Regions from separate parts of the Arachis hypogaea genome. Here region 2 is linked to region 1. A link is a contact called in public Hi-C data. All regions are on one chromosome and are shown on one strand. Each heading gives the region's core, a stretch centred on a gene start, on an enhancer-like site or on the middle of the called end of the contact. The rest is flanking DNA. Distances are from core to core; before and after follow the strand shown.

The links. A called contact is a pair of places that touch in the nucleus more often than the background predicts.
Region 2: a contact with region 1 is called in a Hi-C map of leaf, with 4 times the contacts expected there. The contact joins the promoter of LOC112733097 here to the enhancer-like site in region 1. A contact is called at or near these places in 3 of 8 Hi-C or Micro-C datasets (leaf and an unstated tissue).

What each region holds. Positions count from the first base shown.
Region 1 is chr13:123,360,063-123,364,094 of arahy.Tifrunner.gnm2.J5K5, forward strand. It overlaps LOC112733092 (callose synthase 5), which reads left to right. Exons shown (of 42, transcript XM_072210856.1): 17 at 51-111; 18 at 208-289; 19 at 401-450; 20 at 554-640; 21 at 1,227-1,349; 22 at 1,429-1,523; 23 at 1,636-1,720; 24 at 1,789-1,949; 25 at 2,129-2,252; 26 at 2,593-2,688. Among protein-coding and RNA genes, the nearest start is that of LOC112733092, 13 kb to the left of the region's middle. Within about 2 kb of position 2,614, at least 2 of the 3 cell types and tissues checked have open chromatin away from gene starts, as enhancers often do.
Region 2 is chr13:123,430,925-123,434,974 of arahy.Tifrunner.gnm2.J5K5, forward strand. It overlaps LOC112733097 (BTB/POZ domain-containing protein At2g13690), which reads left to right and starts at 2,552. Exons shown (of 2, transcript XM_025781969.3): 1 at 2,552-4,050. The coding sequence starts at 3,443. LOC112733099 (a long non-coding RNA gene) reads right to left here and starts at 2,370. Exons shown (of 4, transcript XR_011869936.1): 1 at 1,867-2,370; 2 at 1,685-1,747; 3 at 1-362.

The sequences.
Region 1 (4,032 bases), core at 1,364-3,863:
TTGTCTGAAAGTTATTGTTCCATCATTTATGTTCCATTTTTTAATGCCAGGTACACTATTTTCTGGGTCCTACTATTGGCTTCCAAATTTGCGTTCAGCTATTTTGTCCAAGTAAAAACGCTATATGTTCAGTACTTGTTACTTAAAACTAAGCTTGTGAAGTTATTGGGCCTCTTTTAAGATTTTAACTGCTTTATCTATCTTCAGATAAAACCTCTGATTGAGCCAACAAAGTTAATAATGGCCATTAAACATGTTGACTATGGTTGGCACGAGTTTTTCCCCGATGGTATTTTCCTCCTCCTCCTGCTCCTTTTCTTCTTTTTTTGCCCCTTCATGATTACCTTGTATTGTAGCATGCTATTCATTTTATTGATCTAATATTTTCTGGTCTATGCAGCTCGACATAACTATAGCGCAGTCGTTGCACTCTGGGCTCCTGTACTCATGGTGCTAATGCTATATTTTCATGTTTATGTTCATATATTAATCTTTTCACTTGTTCAGATAAGTTATCAGAAATTTTATGTCGTTATTTGAATTTTCAATACAGGTTTATTTCATGGATGCACAAATTTGGTACGCAGTCTTCTCAACTTTGTATGGTGGTGTTATTGGAGCCTTTGATCGTCTAGGAGAGGTCGTAATCAATTTTGTCATATTACTAGCAATGTCTGAGGAGTATTTATGATAAACTAATGCAGACTTGCGCATCTAACTAAAAATTGAACTTATTTAATCAAGATGAAAAATGATTAGGATCCTTTTGGATACATAGTACTGGATCATCATCTGCTTATGTTTTTATGAACTTCTGAAGTATCCAATCGGTAAAGAAACTTGGACCTTAGTTTTCAGTTATGGACCAAAATCTAGGAGAGGCCGCTATCAATTTTATCCTTTCTTTAGCTTGCTATTTCTGAACAGGATTTGTGATACATAACCTTTTCTGCTTTCTACATTTTTTCAACACACACTCACATACTAACAATCAAACATATGTAATCAATTTGAGAAATTTAAAGGAGCAATTTGGAGACATATGATGCTGGATAATCATTTACAACAGTTTTATGAATTCCAAAGTCTCCAACTTGTTGATAAACTTGGACTGTCCTCTTCATTTAAGGGTGAACTTGAGATGGGAAAACTTTTTATGGAATAATCAGTTCACAGTAATGCTTTGATATTCAGTTAATGTTGTTATTATCCATTTGGTTATACAGATACACACTATGAGCATGCTGAGATCACGGTTCCAGTCATTGCCTGGTGCATTCAACACATACTTGGTTCCTTCCCAAAAGAAGCAAGGAAAGAAATTCTCTTTCTCAAAGAAATTTGATGAGGTCTACCACATTTTCATTGCTTAGTACATTAAAAATAAATCTCGTTATTCTCTTCACTTCAATTTTCATGCTTGTATAGATTTCTGCTAGCAGAAGAAGTGAAGCTGCCAAATTTGCCCAATTATGGAATGAAATTATTTGCAGTTTTCGTGAGGAAGATCTCATTAGTGATAGGCAAGGCCTCAAAGAAAATGTCTTTAGTTGCTCTTGCCTGGCTTCTATTACTTTCTCCTTCATCCTTATTTACTATGCTCGTCACTTATTACTAAGTGCTTGCATAATCCAGGGAAATGGACCTTTTGCTGGTTCCTTACTCTTCAGATTCTCGTCTGAAAACAATTCAGTGGCCACCGTTTTTGCTTGCAAGCAAGGTCTGTATCACTGGATTTTAATATTTTTATGTTTGACCAGCTCATGTGATTGACTGTAGCCTTTACAGATTCCTGTAGCTCTGGATATGGCAACTCAATTTCGAGGAAAGGACTCTGATCTTTGGAAGCGCATAAGTGCAGATCAATATATGAAGTGTGCTGTGATCGAATGTTATCAATCTCTTAAACATGTTCTTCGTGATTTGGTTGTCGGTGAAAATGAAAAGAGGTACCATTAAGGGTTCTTTTTTCCTTTTTCTTTTCCTTCTTTCTTGTGCTGATACAAAGGATCATTCTATATGCTATTTGTTGTTTTTATTTAGTAGCACATGTGATTGAAGATGCCTTATGAAATATCATTAAAATTGAATCATTATCAGCACTTATGAATTTATTGTGCTGGAGCAGGATAATTTCTATCATCACTAAAGAAGTTAAGAACAACATATCAAAGAATACACTTACTACCAATTTCCGAATGAGCTTTTTACCTTTCCTTTTTAAAAAGTTTGTGGAACTTGTGGAAATCTTGGTGAGTCATTTAGAATATTCATCTCTAATCTCTATTCTTTCTTATATAAAGCCTCTACGCAACAATAACTGTATTTGATCACTTTTTTTAACTTATTGAGGGAGACACATACTCAGATCATTATTGAATGTAAAGCTTAATTTTCAATTTTTTTTTTCTCTCGCATCTCAGTTATTGGGAACTAATTTTTCTCAAATTAAGTTTTTTATTTAAGAGAATGTAAATCTCTAGGCATGAAGTTCCTACCAATTTGCTAATATAATATAATTCTGTAGATTGTATTCTTGAACGGTGTCTTGACTTTGTATATGTAAACTTGTGCCATGCTTTCTTATCACAGAAAGATGCGGATCCATCCAAGCGAAATACAGTGGTAGTGTTGCTGCAAGACATCTTAGAAGTGGTTACTGATATGATGGTCAACGAAATCAGGTCGGTTTCACTTAAGTGAATTGAATTTCAAATATGTTAGTTATTAATTAGGAAAAGTATGATAACAATGTTGAAACCGTACGAGTGTGGCTTGTCTTTTTGCAATAAAAGTCAACATTGTTGGCTAGTTAGTAAAATAAAAGAAAGAAACGGTGCAAGTAGCCACCGAATTGAAAAAGAAAAAATTGAAACAGAAGCCATTCATAATTTCTATGAAATAAATTCTCTTCTAGTGAGTGTAATATTAGAAAAGCTGTGTGATATAAAATTAGAGTGTTGAGGAATAAACACTAGATTTTAGGTAAAATTTTTAATATTCATTAGTCGTTATAAATCTATTCTTAATATATAAAAGTAGATGTATAAGTTTATTCATATTTTTTTTAATACATCTTTTTTTCTCCTACTAATACCATGTCAGCAATATCGCTTACTTAGCAACATTTTAGAATCAACCACTCAAGTTTAGTCAAATCAACTATTATTTCCAAATCAGCAAAAAATAAAATATACAAAAAAATATACAAGTAATATAAATATATACAAATTAGACTGCAAAATTACCAATGACAATAATTAAAAATTAATAGTATCTAACCAAATTTGTAACCTACCAGAATTAATATCCCTATATTTATTATATTTTACCGTTATAAACATTACATTAAATTTATAACCCCAATAATTAATTTATTAATTTTTATAAATTACTCATTAAATATAATAAACATTCATATTACAAATGTCATAATAATCTATTAATCGTAATGAATTTAACGTTACAAATATTCAAATTTCATACTATTTGAACTACTTATATAGTCTCTTATCACTATTTCTTCAAATAACATTAAATTTAGCACAAGAAATTTATTTTCGCACTACACAACATCTCAAACTTACTCAATGGAGCATCATTCTTTAGACAATATCACCAAACAAATAGACAATTAGTTTATCAAAGTTCGTGTGGTTCATCTATAGAAAACATTAACACCCACTAATGAAGAAGAGTTTCTTTACTTAGAAATGATTATATTAGATGAAAAAGGTACAAAACAAACATATTTATTGTATTTTTAAATCGAACATTTTCCAACACTATTTTGAATTTGCAATACCTGAGACATTGTCCGACAGAGTGGGTCAAAGAAAAATATTAACAGGTAATTTCACTTTATACTATTTCAACTATTCTTATTAAAAATAACTTATTTAATAAAAAAATTCTACACATTTTTGTTCTTTTTATTGTAAATGCCATTGAAAAACTGCATGCATATCAAGAGATTAAGGAGAAAGAAAATCATACAAATTCAATATACATCTTCAAAAGAAGAACATACAT
Region 2 (4,050 bases), core at 1,302-3,801, 71 kb after region 1:
TATTCTCATCAAATTTTTGAAATAAAATAAAATAAAATTGAAAGCATCCATGAAAAAACAACGAATAATCCAGCGACGCCATAAAAATTAGAGAAGACCAAAACCCAAAATTTCATCCCATGTTGACAAATATTTACAAAGACTACATTGAAGATCTCTCGTCAGCAGCAACAATACTTAACTGGAGAGAGTCATATTATTATTTGATATACGTTCTAGAAAGGTGCAGATGCTATGTCCCTGAAAGCATCATGTGCAGCAGGGTCATCGTCTCTCATATTTTGTAATTCTTGCGCAGGATCAATATCCATCCCTGTATCATATCCCATACGGCAAGCTGCACTAACCACCGGCTGTAAACCCTGCACATGCCATAAATACAGAATTAAACTACTGCTCGGCCAAAAAATTAGACAAGTGTTCTCATTGAAATTTAAAATATATATATATATATATATATATATATATATATAATTTACTTTTCGTTTTAAATTTTTTTTAAAGAAACCATCCATAATATATTATCATGTCGGTAAACCTAACTAATTTTTTAAAATATTATTTTGTTTAATTTATTTTTAATTATATTTTATATTTTAATATCTTATATTTTAATAACTAATTAATTTTGTTATATACTGAATTTTTAAAAAAATATATATAAATTTTAAATTTAAAAAAATAAATAATATAGTATCATGTCATTAAAAATATTCACTATCTAAAACTAATACTATCTGCTATAAAATTATTCCAAAACATTTTTAATATATATTTTATATTAAATTTTACACTTAATATATTATCATGTCATTAAAAATATTCACTATCTAAAATTAAAACTATTAGCTATAAAATTATACATCCAGATAATTATCTTCTTAAAAATTATTTTTTTAATTATCTAACACCTAAATAAAAAAATTCAGCAGTCGTACGTTCATATTCCCTTTTGAGTAACGGTACCCAATATACATATATAGAGAGTCATACAAGGAGAAGATATGATGGATTAAATTTTTTAAAATATGTTAAAATATATTCGACAATTAAAATATGGATATAGTGCAAGTTCTCATGCATGGGAACTCCATTATCTGATCCACCCTAGCCGTGTGCATGCCTCCAGTACGTAATACAGAGATATAAAGATTACTATTACTCTAAAACTATACCAATATTTTTCAATAATTTTACATTTTAAATAAATAAATGATTTAAAATCTAAATTTTATGAAAAAAAGCATACATTATCTAAAATTTAATAAAAATACAATATTTTATAATCCAATTAAATAGATAAAAAAAAAAACTTAAAATGTGTATACTTATACTTATTATGTAATAATGTAAAAAAAAAAAAAAACTAAAAATAATACATAACTAATACTTTTATTATTTTTGCCTATTATTTTGCCAGCATTTATAAAAAGGGTTAACCACCCTTAACATTTTTTCGAAAATAATAATATATCCTCTAATTTTTTAGCAATTGCCTTATTTGAAATGACAAGTTATTTTGTTTTAAAATATATAAAACCACCAAAAAGATAAATTCACAATTCTGTAAGACTAATATTTTGGTTTATTCTTAGAGTAACTGCCCAATATATCCATAATATTACCAACAGCGAAATCTCTACAATGAAAGAAACTAGCGGAGAATAATTAATTAAGCAATTACCTCTGTGAAAATTCTGGAAGCTTCTTCTATAGGCTTTGTATTCAATATGTACATCGCTAAATTCTGTAAATTCCATAACAATATATAACATCCCATATTAGGCATATATAGTTGTGGATCGGAAGCTAAGAAATAAAATAATAATGAAATAAAAGAGAGATAATTAGAAAGCACTTCCTAACCCTTGCGGATTCAAGTTGGTCGATGCTGAGAGTTCTGGGTTCCCTTTCAATCGATGAACTCCGTTCAATGGATACCATCGGTGCCTCCATTATATATTCTCTTGTTTTAATTCTTTGTGTATGTCGAATTGAAACGCCAAATACTATTAACATGAATGATTAGAAGTCGGTCACCAAGCAACTATATCGATTGTGATTGAAAATATAAATCCGTTGTGTGAGAAAGAGTACAAGCAAATTGAAATGGAGTGGTTTATATATAGTTGTGGAGGAAGGGGGGACGAGAAGCACGGTGGTCTACAGTGGCGGCTAAGCATGAGAGGGTGGACCACGCAAGAGCAACGTGGCGAGGGAAGAGGGAAGGGGTGCACGTGGCGCACAAAAAGTGGGGTGTGTTGGGGACAGGTGTCGTGTGATGGAGACCATAGTACAAACAGAGAGAATTTACATAGAATAGGAGTGGGGAACGTGTTTTGTATGGTTCCTAAAAGGGGAAATTTGGGGGGCGAAATAGAGATTACGTGTTAGGAAGGCACCGCCAATGAGGTTTGGTGGACGTCATTGACTCAGTTATGGTCTTGTGGAACGTGGACGCTCGTTATGGAGGCGTATCATGCTTGATGGCGACGCTTAGATCTATATATCATATCAAGATCTGGATGCTTTCAAACCCATGTATATGATGTATCATATATGATTTTATTTTATTCTATTCATTCATATATTATATTCCCTTGTAACCAATAATTCTGTTGCATCTCATATCGCGTATGGCTCTCTCTATCTTTATATTTGCATACATCTCGCTCCCAAAGTTTCTTCTTTCTAGCGCTTTCAATCATGTAACTTCCTTACATTTTTTTTCCCCGTGGGTGAGTGACGCTGTGAGAGAAGGTTAATTCATGCATGATGGTCATGTATGTTATATGCCATGCACGTGGCATTTTCAGTTTGGGTTTGAGGCCTAAAGTAGTGCATAAAGTATAAACTACAAAGAACTTGGGTCTTGGGTGCTGTTTGAATTTGGGACAGCTTGGGCTTGTCACGATGAAGCCCGTCAAGTAAATAGGCCTAAAATGACCGACTTTCGAATCCATTATGAATGAACTAATATGCAGATAGTGTTTTGTGTCCTATTATCTAAGAGACTTATTCACTTACCTTAACACAAGCGGTCAAGTCCAAAGATAGTGTTTTGTGTTTACCCTAATCCGAAGTAAATATTTGCTTGAACATTGAACATTGGTTCACACGGGGAGTCAGTGAATTGTGAATTCCTTGCTTGAGCGTTGGCAGCGCCTTTTGATGGATACTTGACTTCACTTGTCGCATTGTTGCGAGTGAAGTACAATTATCAATTGGTTTCTGTTTCTAACTACCACTTTCACCTCAAAAATGAAAAGGCCATCCGACCGCAAGAAAACAAATAGGCAACTCATGACACCAAAAAATAGGCATCATCTCTCGTGACACTAGGCTGTCAGCTCAGCTCCTCTCCCATTTGCATTTTCACTATAACTCGTACTCGCTCACTAACTCAGTGGCGCAACTGAGTCTGTGACTCGCCCGCCCCAAAATGGACTACTTGTCGTCCCGTAGAGACCGGAAGCTCGTTTCCCGGCGGCGGACGTGGTGCTGCTCATTTACCACCCCTCCGGCGAGCCCCGAAAACTCTTCATTCTCTCACACCAAATCGCCCCGCAACAAAACCGAAACGCTCTCATCATTATCGAAGCACACCACGCTCGCCTCCATCCCCAACTCCCCTAAATCCCCCTTCCCCATCGTCTCTCGGATTGACCCTCGCCGGATCCTCTCTCCCGGAAGGGTCTCTCCCATCGACTCCGATCCTGCCGTCACGATTGAGCCCGAACCTGGACTACGATCCGCAAGCTTCCGTGCTCCCACTGCGCCGAGTTTCCGGTCGTCGCCGCCGGAGATTTTGGGCTCAGGTTCCAGTTCCAGTTCTGTTGAAGGAGTCAACAAGAATGGCTTTGATGTGAGATTGACTTTGAGAGGGAAGAGAGGAAGTTGCATGGTTCTGGAGGTTGATTCGGGAGTTCTGAGCGCGAACTCGGAGGTTTTTGCGGATTTGGTTGGCGATTACAAGAAGGGTTTGTCGCTGAAGAATTCGAGTGAAGCACCCAAGATGTGTAGAATGGAGGTTCCTGCAGTTGAGAACTT